Regions from separate parts of the Sus scrofa genome. Here regions 2 and 3 are each linked to region 1. A link is a contact called in public Hi-C and promoter capture Hi-C data. All regions are on one chromosome and are shown on one strand. The core of a region is the stretch at or near the end of the contact, and the rest is flanking DNA. Distances in the headings are between cores, read along the strand shown.

What was found. Promoter capture Hi-C pulls out the DNA fragments that hold promoters and counts their contacts. Hi-C and Micro-C count contacts between places; a contact is called where the count stands out from the background.
Region 2: a contact with region 1 is called in a Hi-C map of skeletal muscle, with 5 times the contacts expected there. The contact joins the promoter of C6H19orf12 here to the promoter of LOC100522678 in region 1. A contact is called at or near these places in 1 of 5 promoter capture datasets (liver), 4 of 47 Hi-C or Micro-C datasets (heart right ventricle, mesenteric adipose tissue, retroperitoneal adipose tissue and 1 more) and 1 of 2 datasets of contacts at active chromatin or transcription factors (alveolar macrophages).
Region 3: a contact with region 1 is called in a promoter capture Hi-C map of liver, with 7 times the contacts expected there. The contact joins the promoter of POP4 here to the promoter of LOC100522678 in region 1. A contact is called at or near these places in 1 of 5 promoter capture datasets (liver), 1 of 47 Hi-C or Micro-C datasets (subcutaneous adipose tissue) and 1 of 2 datasets of contacts at active chromatin or transcription factors (alveolar macrophages).

The regions. Positions count from the first base shown.
Region 1 is chr6:39,372,597-39,375,161 of Sscrofa11.1, reverse strand. LOC100522678 (cytochrome b-c1 complex subunit Rieske, mitochondrial) reads left to right here and starts at 1,286. Exons shown (of 2, transcript XM_003127002.4): 1 at 1,286-1,618. The coding sequence starts at 1,405.
Region 2 is chr6:39,823,775-39,826,339 of Sscrofa11.1, reverse strand. It overlaps C6H19orf12 (protein C19orf12 homolog), which reads left to right and starts at 1,271. Exons shown (of 3, transcript XM_021094253.1): 1 at 1,271-1,396.
Region 3 is chr6:39,733,244-39,735,808 of Sscrofa11.1, reverse strand. It overlaps POP4 (ribonuclease P protein subunit p29), which reads right to left and starts at 1,286. Exons shown (of 7, transcript XM_003127004.4): 1 at 1,039-1,286. The coding sequence starts at 1,045.

The sequences.
Region 1 (2,565 bases), core at 37-2,536:
TGAAGGTTCCCAGGCTAGGGATCTAATTGGAATTGTAGCTGCTGGCCTACACAAGAGCCACAGCGATGCGGGATCCGAGCCGCGTCTGCAACCTACACCACAGCTCACGGCAACGATGGATCGTTAACCCACTGAGCAGGGGCAGGGATGGAACCCTCAACCTCGTGGTTCCTAGTCCGATTTGTTAATCACTGCACCATGACGGGAACTCCAATATTTACTTAATATTTAAATAACCCACTTTGACCTAAGTAAATGTACAACGAACTTTATCTCACTACAGTCACTGGAATATCAGTATGGTTAGAAAATAAATACCATGAAAACACACTATTATAAAATCTCTAGATTCAACTACCTAATCGCTTTGAATCCAAGGGCTATTCTGTAAAAGGGAGATTAGAAAGTCTGGAGAAGAATTAAAGGTATATTAACACCAAACTGGGACTTTCTCTTTGGTGTAACCAGAAGGATGTAAAGAGAAGTAAGGGAGTAACATTCTTACCATGGGATAGAAAATGATTTAGGGACTTGTTTCTGCATCCCCTAAAATCTCACTTAGGGAAACTGACAGTAGCTAAGAACACAGACTCAGAAGACAGACTCTCTCACTTCACAGCTTGCTGGCTCGCTTCACCTGGGCACATCATCCTTCTAAACCTCTGTTTTCTCATTGGTAAAATATAGATAGGGATCTTGATTATAAATGAAAGAATGAAGGTAAAGCACAATATCTAATACATAGTAAATATTTACTAAACATAAGCCACCACCATCCTCAATATTACTAAGCTTTGCAGTAGGTCTCCAGACTTTTAAAAGTATTTATTTATTTTTTAGATAACGATAATAATCATTACAGTAATTACTACCTGTCAGATTCTGCTTTGAGTTTTATGCTTGTTGTAAGATAACGCTAATAATCATTATAGCAATTACTACATGTTAGATTCTGCTCTGAGTTTTATGCATACACTCAATCATATTTTATGTATACATAAACATTAGTACTTATATTCACTACTATTATCATCCCTATTTAAACTATTATGATAATTTATTCTTTTCCCTAGTTCCCCAAAGATAAAAAACCCTGACAGACGCAAAATCGGCCCACGGGACGCTCCTGGAGACCTCCTTTGTCCCTTTTCTTAGGGCAGATCCACGGCCTTAGCCCGCTGGACACCTGAAACTAACGCGAGGCCACACCCCCTCTACCAGCTCATCTTCGCCCGCCTCTAACGTGCGTCTCTACAGGATCGCCCCGCCCTGTAGAGGGGCGGGGCTCCTCTTCTGCTGGCGCACTGACGTCACGGATCCCGCGCCTCTCGCCCCTCTACGCGCCTGCGCCGCTGGCGGAAGGTCGTCCCGGTGACCCGCCTGGGTTTCAGAGCTGCTGTCGCCATGTTGTCTGTCGCTTCCCGCTCGGGCCCTTTTGCGCCGGTGTTGTCGGCCACGTCTCGCGGGGTGGCGGGCGCGCTGCGGCCTCTGGTGCAGGCCGCGCTGCCCGCCACCTCGGAGTCACCAGTGCTAGACGCGAAGCGGTCCTTCCTGTGCCGAGAGTCGCTGAGTGGCCAGGCCGCGGGCCGGCCTTTGGTTGCCTCCGTAGGCCTCAATGGTGAGCCAGGCAGAGGGGAGCGACCAGGGGCTGAGGGGTCCCTATTATCTCGCTCTCTCCAGCCTTGGACCCAGGGAGCAGCCGAGGAGGGCGGGGGTCTGCGGGAAGATGGGGAGCCTTGTTTGCGGGATCAGGTTCCTTGCCGGAATGGATCGACCTTGGGCCTTCCTCTTCTGCCTTCATTCACCCAATTCCCTTTACTTTAAATGCTCTTCCCACCCAGTTTCCTATATTTCCAAGTCTTACCCATCCTTTCTATCTTAATTTAAGATTAGGTAAATAAGATTTTTATTTGCTGATTTCTTTATGTTTAATAGCACATAACACTTTCTACTCTTTTGGTGATTCATCTGACCTTGAGCTTCAAGGTGTAGAGAATATCTCCTTTACTTATTATTTATATCTCCCACATTTTCCATATAGTTGGTGCAAGATATTTGTGAGTGAATAAAGCGGCAAATTTTTTTAGGGGGCGCCAGTGGGTTTTAGAGCAATTGCCCAAGCCAGTTATTTTTTGGACTGGAGCTGAGAAACAGCATGGGAAGGGAAAAATATCAGTAACAGAGGAGAAAAGTATCTTGGAATTAGTCAAATGGCAAAGAATTTCTTCTAAAAATCAGGGGCTTACCTGACTTTTCCAGGAACTGGTAAATACTGTAGAAACTTAAGGCCGAGCTCTTTCCTGTAGCCTTGCCTTCAGCTTTGAAGCTTAAATTCATATTAAAATCTCCTGTACAGGTGGTTTGTGGAAAGGGGCAGTTGGGTCAGAGAAGATCCCTGAGTTGGGACATGTTAGAGCTCAACTTAAAACCAAACCATCTGTTTTTTTTTCCCCTCAGATCCTCTATATTTTAAATTTTATTTGTTAATTTAAATTTATTGGAGTATGGTTGACTTATAGTGTTGCATTAATCTCAGGATTACAGCAAAATGAATCAGACATGCAT
Region 2 (2,565 bases), core at 22-2,521, 450 kb before region 1:
CAAGTTGTATACATTAAATTGGTACAGAATTTTTTCTTTTTTCTTTTTAGAGCAGCACCTAGAGCGTATGGAAGTTCCCAGGCTAGGGGTCGAAGTGGAGCTGCAGCTGCCAGCCTACACCACAGCTACAGCAACACAAGATCCCAGCCCTGTCTGCAGCCTACATACACTGCAGCTTGTGGCAATGCTGGATCCTTAACTCAATGAGCGAAGCCAGGGATTGAACCCACATCCTCATGGATACTAGTCACATTCTTAACCCCCTGAGCCATAATGGGAACTCCCAAGTACAACCCTTTTTTTTTAAAATGTCAATCATAAGTAAAGTGAGATATCTATCTGTATTTAGATAGATATAGATCTGTATTTCAGGCACGAAGATACCCAAAGTACTTTCCCATTAAAAAAAGAAGTAAGAAAATTGTTCTGGTAATATGAAAGAAGCCCACCCTCTGGTGCCCACAGCACCCTGGAAAGCGAGGCACAGTGCTGGTTACAAGCAAGGGCTTTGAGCCAGGTGGAACCAGGCTGGAGTCTGGACTCTGACACTCCCTACCATGGTGGCCTTGGGTAGACCTTCCTCTCTGCACCTGGGTGCCTCCCCGCTCTTGTCAGTATTATTTATGGCAATGGCAACCACCGCTACCTTGCAGGGTGGCTGTCAGAATTACGTGAGATAGTCCATGGAAAGCTGCCCAGAAGTGTTTCAGATTTGAGATGGTTCGAGGCCAGCCAGCACTTGTTGGGGGGCAAGGGAGATGGAGGAATGGCGTCTCCATTAGCCCCTCTAAGTGTCCCCTGGCCCTTTTGTTACTCCGCCTTCTTGCCCTTTGCACCCTCCCGAGAGGCGGGGTCCTCAGCTGCAGCTTTGCCCCGAAGCAGGACCTCCTCTTCCCTTGAAATCCTAGAAGCCAAGGCGGCGCTTGGCTCTTTCAAACCCCAAGACCCAGAGGCCGGCACTCGGGCCGCCCATGTTTGACTCTGTCCCACACATTCGCCGAATATTAATTCAGCAACTTTCCTTGCCAAGGCCTCCGTTCTCTCTCCCGCGCCCCGACTTGCGGGGAGAGAGAGGGTCGCCGGGTCCGAGAGAGGCTCTCCCGAGAGGACCCCGCGCTTGAGCAAGGTCCAGGGGACCCCCCCCCGCACCCCCGCCACCTAAACCGGGTGTCGGCCGGGTGAAGGGCAGGGTGCGCGGACCCAGGGACCTGGCTCCAGATGCCCCAGCCGGGCGGGGCCGGCAGCGCGGCGACGGTGACGGCGGGGCGGGTGGGTGGTGCCCGGAAGGCCCGGCGCGGCCGAGCCGGAAGGCGGGAGGGCGGGGCCTGCGCGCCGGGCGGGGCGGCTGGTGTCCCCGCGCCCGTCGCCCTGTGACCTCGCAGCGCCGCCTCCGCAGGTAAAGGGCCTTGCGGGGCCGCCGGAGCCAGGGGGTACCCGGCGCGGCTGGGGCGCCGGCTAGACCCGGGCCTGGCTCTTCCGCGCCGGGACGGACGCTGTTAGTGCTTTCATTTTCCATGTGAAGAAGACACGGAGGCAGGGAAGGGTGTGTGTCACCTGCCGCAGGAACGCGTGTGTGCGTGTCACCTGCTGCAGGAATGCGCGCGCGCGTGTGCGCGTGTGCGTCTGTGTGTGTGTGTGAGATCTCCCTGCAGGAACTCGGTGCGCGTATGGTGGGTGTGATACACGTCAGGCCGAACCACCATGACCTTCCCCGCTGGTTTAGAGAGGATCTGAAAGGGAAGTAACAGATTGGGGGGCCAGGGGGCGGCGCAGGGTTGGGGGGTGTTAGTTTTGTGGGGACTGATAGCTTATTTCACCTTTAAAAAAGGAAGTAGGAGGCGTTGCCATCATGGCTCAGCGGAAACGAATCTGACTAGGATCCATGAGGACTCAGGTTCGATCCCTGGCCTCGCTCAGTGGGTTAAGGATCTGGCATTGCTGTGAGTTGTGGTGTAGGCTGCAGACACCGCTCAGATCCTGTGTTGCTGTGGCTATGGTGCAGGCCTGCAGCTACAGCCACGATTGGATCCCTAGCCTGGGAACCTCCCTTTACCCTGCTTGTGGACCTAAAAAGAGCCCCCCCCCCACAAAAAAAAGGAAAAGAAATAGGAATCTTTTGAAAGTTTTGAAGCCACCTGTTCATGGGCCATGTAGGGAGGTGAGTGTGCGCTGCTAGCACCCTGCTCAGCTCTGGCCTGGGTTGCTGCAGGAGGTGGGCCCAGTGTGGCTGGCTCTTTTGACTTTTCAGCAGAAATTGAAAATCGGAGGTGTATGTGAAATGTCTTGATTTTAAAATTCTGGCAACTAATTCATTTTTTAAAGTCTGTGGGCTAATCTGACAATGCTTACTGATGGGATCCGCCTGTGACCTTTGCACTGGGCGTAGAGAGGTGGGAAGGTCCAGTTGGTAGGAGCCAGTGAGTGGGCACGGTGAGGCTTAGTAAATTTCACCAGCGAGGTAGAAAGTAGTGAGGATTCCAGGTGAGTCGGATCATTCTGATTCTTAAGAGGCTTTGCTCTTCTTTTCTTTTTGTCTTTTTAGGGCCACACCTGTGGCATATGGCA
Region 3 (2,565 bases), core at 37-2,536, 360 kb before region 1:
ACTGAGGACAGAATATGGGTGTGAACGGAATAAAAATGAGACAAAGACCTGGTTTAAGGGCCAAAAGATTAGAAAGTCTGGTTCATACTAGACTCTGTAAATTCTGCCCCAGCTCTCTTTGTGCTTCTCAGGTACATTGGACCAAGCAAGCCAAAGGGGTTACAAGTTTTATATACACAGTCTGGTTCTCCCTCCAATGGAAGATAGGGATTAAAACCTATCTGCAGGGCCTGGAACCCCCGGAATGACTTTGTGCTTGTCATAGGTTCCTAGCATTAGACGTGGAAGTCTTTTTTTTTTTTTTCCTTTCTGTAACAATAGATATCTAACAGTTAGTGACCCCTCATTACTTGCCATGCCCCTGATTTAAAGCTACATACATTTTATCTCATTACACTTTCTGAACAATCCTTTAAAGGAGCTATTATTCCTATTCTATACTAAGAAAACTGAAGTTCAGATACGCTGAGACACTGGATCACATACATAGGAAGTGAGAGAGGTGGCCCTCAAAATCCAGTTTTAAAGGTGTCACTCCCCTGCCTATAACTGTCCTGGGTGCTTGCTCCTCTCCTTGGCACACCTCTTCTCTGCTCAACTCCCAAAGCTTTGGTTTAGTGATATCGTTCCCCAGCACGCTCCCTGAGCTTTACACTAGGGAAGAGTCCCTCACATAACATCAGGCTGGGCAGGCACCTTCATCAGTACCTTACACAAAGGTAAACAGGGTTGCAGAGAGGAGCAGGGCCTTGACCAGGCCACCCAGGGAGGTACTGGCCAAGTTCGGCCAGGGCCTTGGGCCCTCCTCTAGCACCACACACGACTGGCAGCGCCCCCGAGATTAACCTGCTTCCAGCTCTGCCATCAATCCCTAGCTCAGAGACTGAGCCAGGCACACTGGGACTCCCGTGCCTTAGTTTTATTTATGTTAAGGAGGGATAATTCCCACAACAGTTCCACCAGCACCCACATCTAGTCTCCGACTCTTTACACCTCACTCCACCCCTCTCCAAAGTCGTGGCCCTCAACCTGGCTTACTCTTCATTCTCGGACCGCTTCCGGTGCGCTTTTCTGACGTCTCCTTCAGCGTCGCTCCCTCTTTACCTCCCTCTACTTTCTTCAGCAGCCTCGACTACCAAGCCTCTCGCCAAAGTTTGTGGCGGAGAGGTTTCCTGTGTCTGAAGTCGCGCGGTATGCTACATTGATACCAACACGCTCCTACTTTTAGCTGGAGTCGCTGCCCCAAACTCGAGGTTGGCGCCCCTGTGACGTCACCGACGCGCGCCGACCTAGGTTGGCGCATGCGCCTTGGGGCGGACTCCGCCGCACAAAGCGCCGTGGGGCTCTTTTCAGTTCGTGTGTTTTCTAGGCGAGGGAAGGCCAGAGGCAGTAGGGTTGGAGTTGGGGTGTGACATGCTTATGAAAGCCTGGAGTAGAGAGAGGCGGGTCGACTTGGAGAGGACTCGAGGGAGGTTGGGCCCCCGGGGTGGGTGGAAACGGGTTGGGGCGGGGCGGGGGGTGGTGATGGAGGAAATGAGTCTCTGCGGTCCCTGGTGAGTGCTCTCTACAGACCATCTGAGGCACTGAAGGATAGAAGGCTTAGGTTCTTATTCTGTCTGCTGTTAGCTAGGTGTGCAACCTCGCTTAAGGCACTTCCCATCTCTGGGCCTCACTTTTCCCCGTTCTGCTTAGTGGGGTTGGACTTGATGGTCTCAGAGTTTTCTAGAGGCTCGGCATATTAGTTTCCGTCAATAAGATGAAAGGCAAGGAGGAGTTCCTGCCGTTGGACAATGGGTTAAGAATCCGACTAGAGTGACCAGCGGTTAGATTCCCCCGGGCACCCCGGGCAGTGGGTTAAAGGATCCTTTGTTGCTACGGCTACGGCTCAGGTCTGAGCGCCTGGGATTCAATCCTTGCCCTGGAACAACTTCCTTATGCCGCGGGTCCGGCCTTAGGTTGAACAAAAAAAGTTAGAAGGCAAGGAGTTGATTCCCATTGCCCCGGGGTTGGGTTCAAGAAGTGTGTCAAGAAGGCCTGGGTGGAGGCCTCTTAGAAGCTACCTTAAGTTTTGCTGAGAGCTGGGCCTGGGTAGGGCCCTGCTCTGGAGAGAAAAGCAATACAGAGAGGTTCTGTGGTGGCTCAGTGGGTTAAGGATTTGGCCACTGTCACTGCTGTGGCTCTGGATACTGCTGTGGCACTAGTTTGATCCCTGGCCCAGGAAATTCCACGCATTCCACTGGCATGGCCAAAAAGAAAAAAAATAATGAAAAATAAAAGCAATATGGTCCATGTATTCTAAGCCAGTGGTTCTCAACTTTCAGTACAGTATAAACTCCTTTTAAAGGAAAAAAAAAAAAATTTCCCAGGGAATCCTGGGAGTATGTCCACACACCTGAGTTTGAGAAATATTTAAGTTTCTTTGGGTGGTGACCTTGTGTCATTTTGATCTTAAACATAAGACTACAGGCCCTGGAACTGAGCATTTACCTTCTATGTATATTACTATCAAAATGGAAACAGAGCATTAAAACTAAAATATGTCATATTTTCAGATGTCTGAGAATA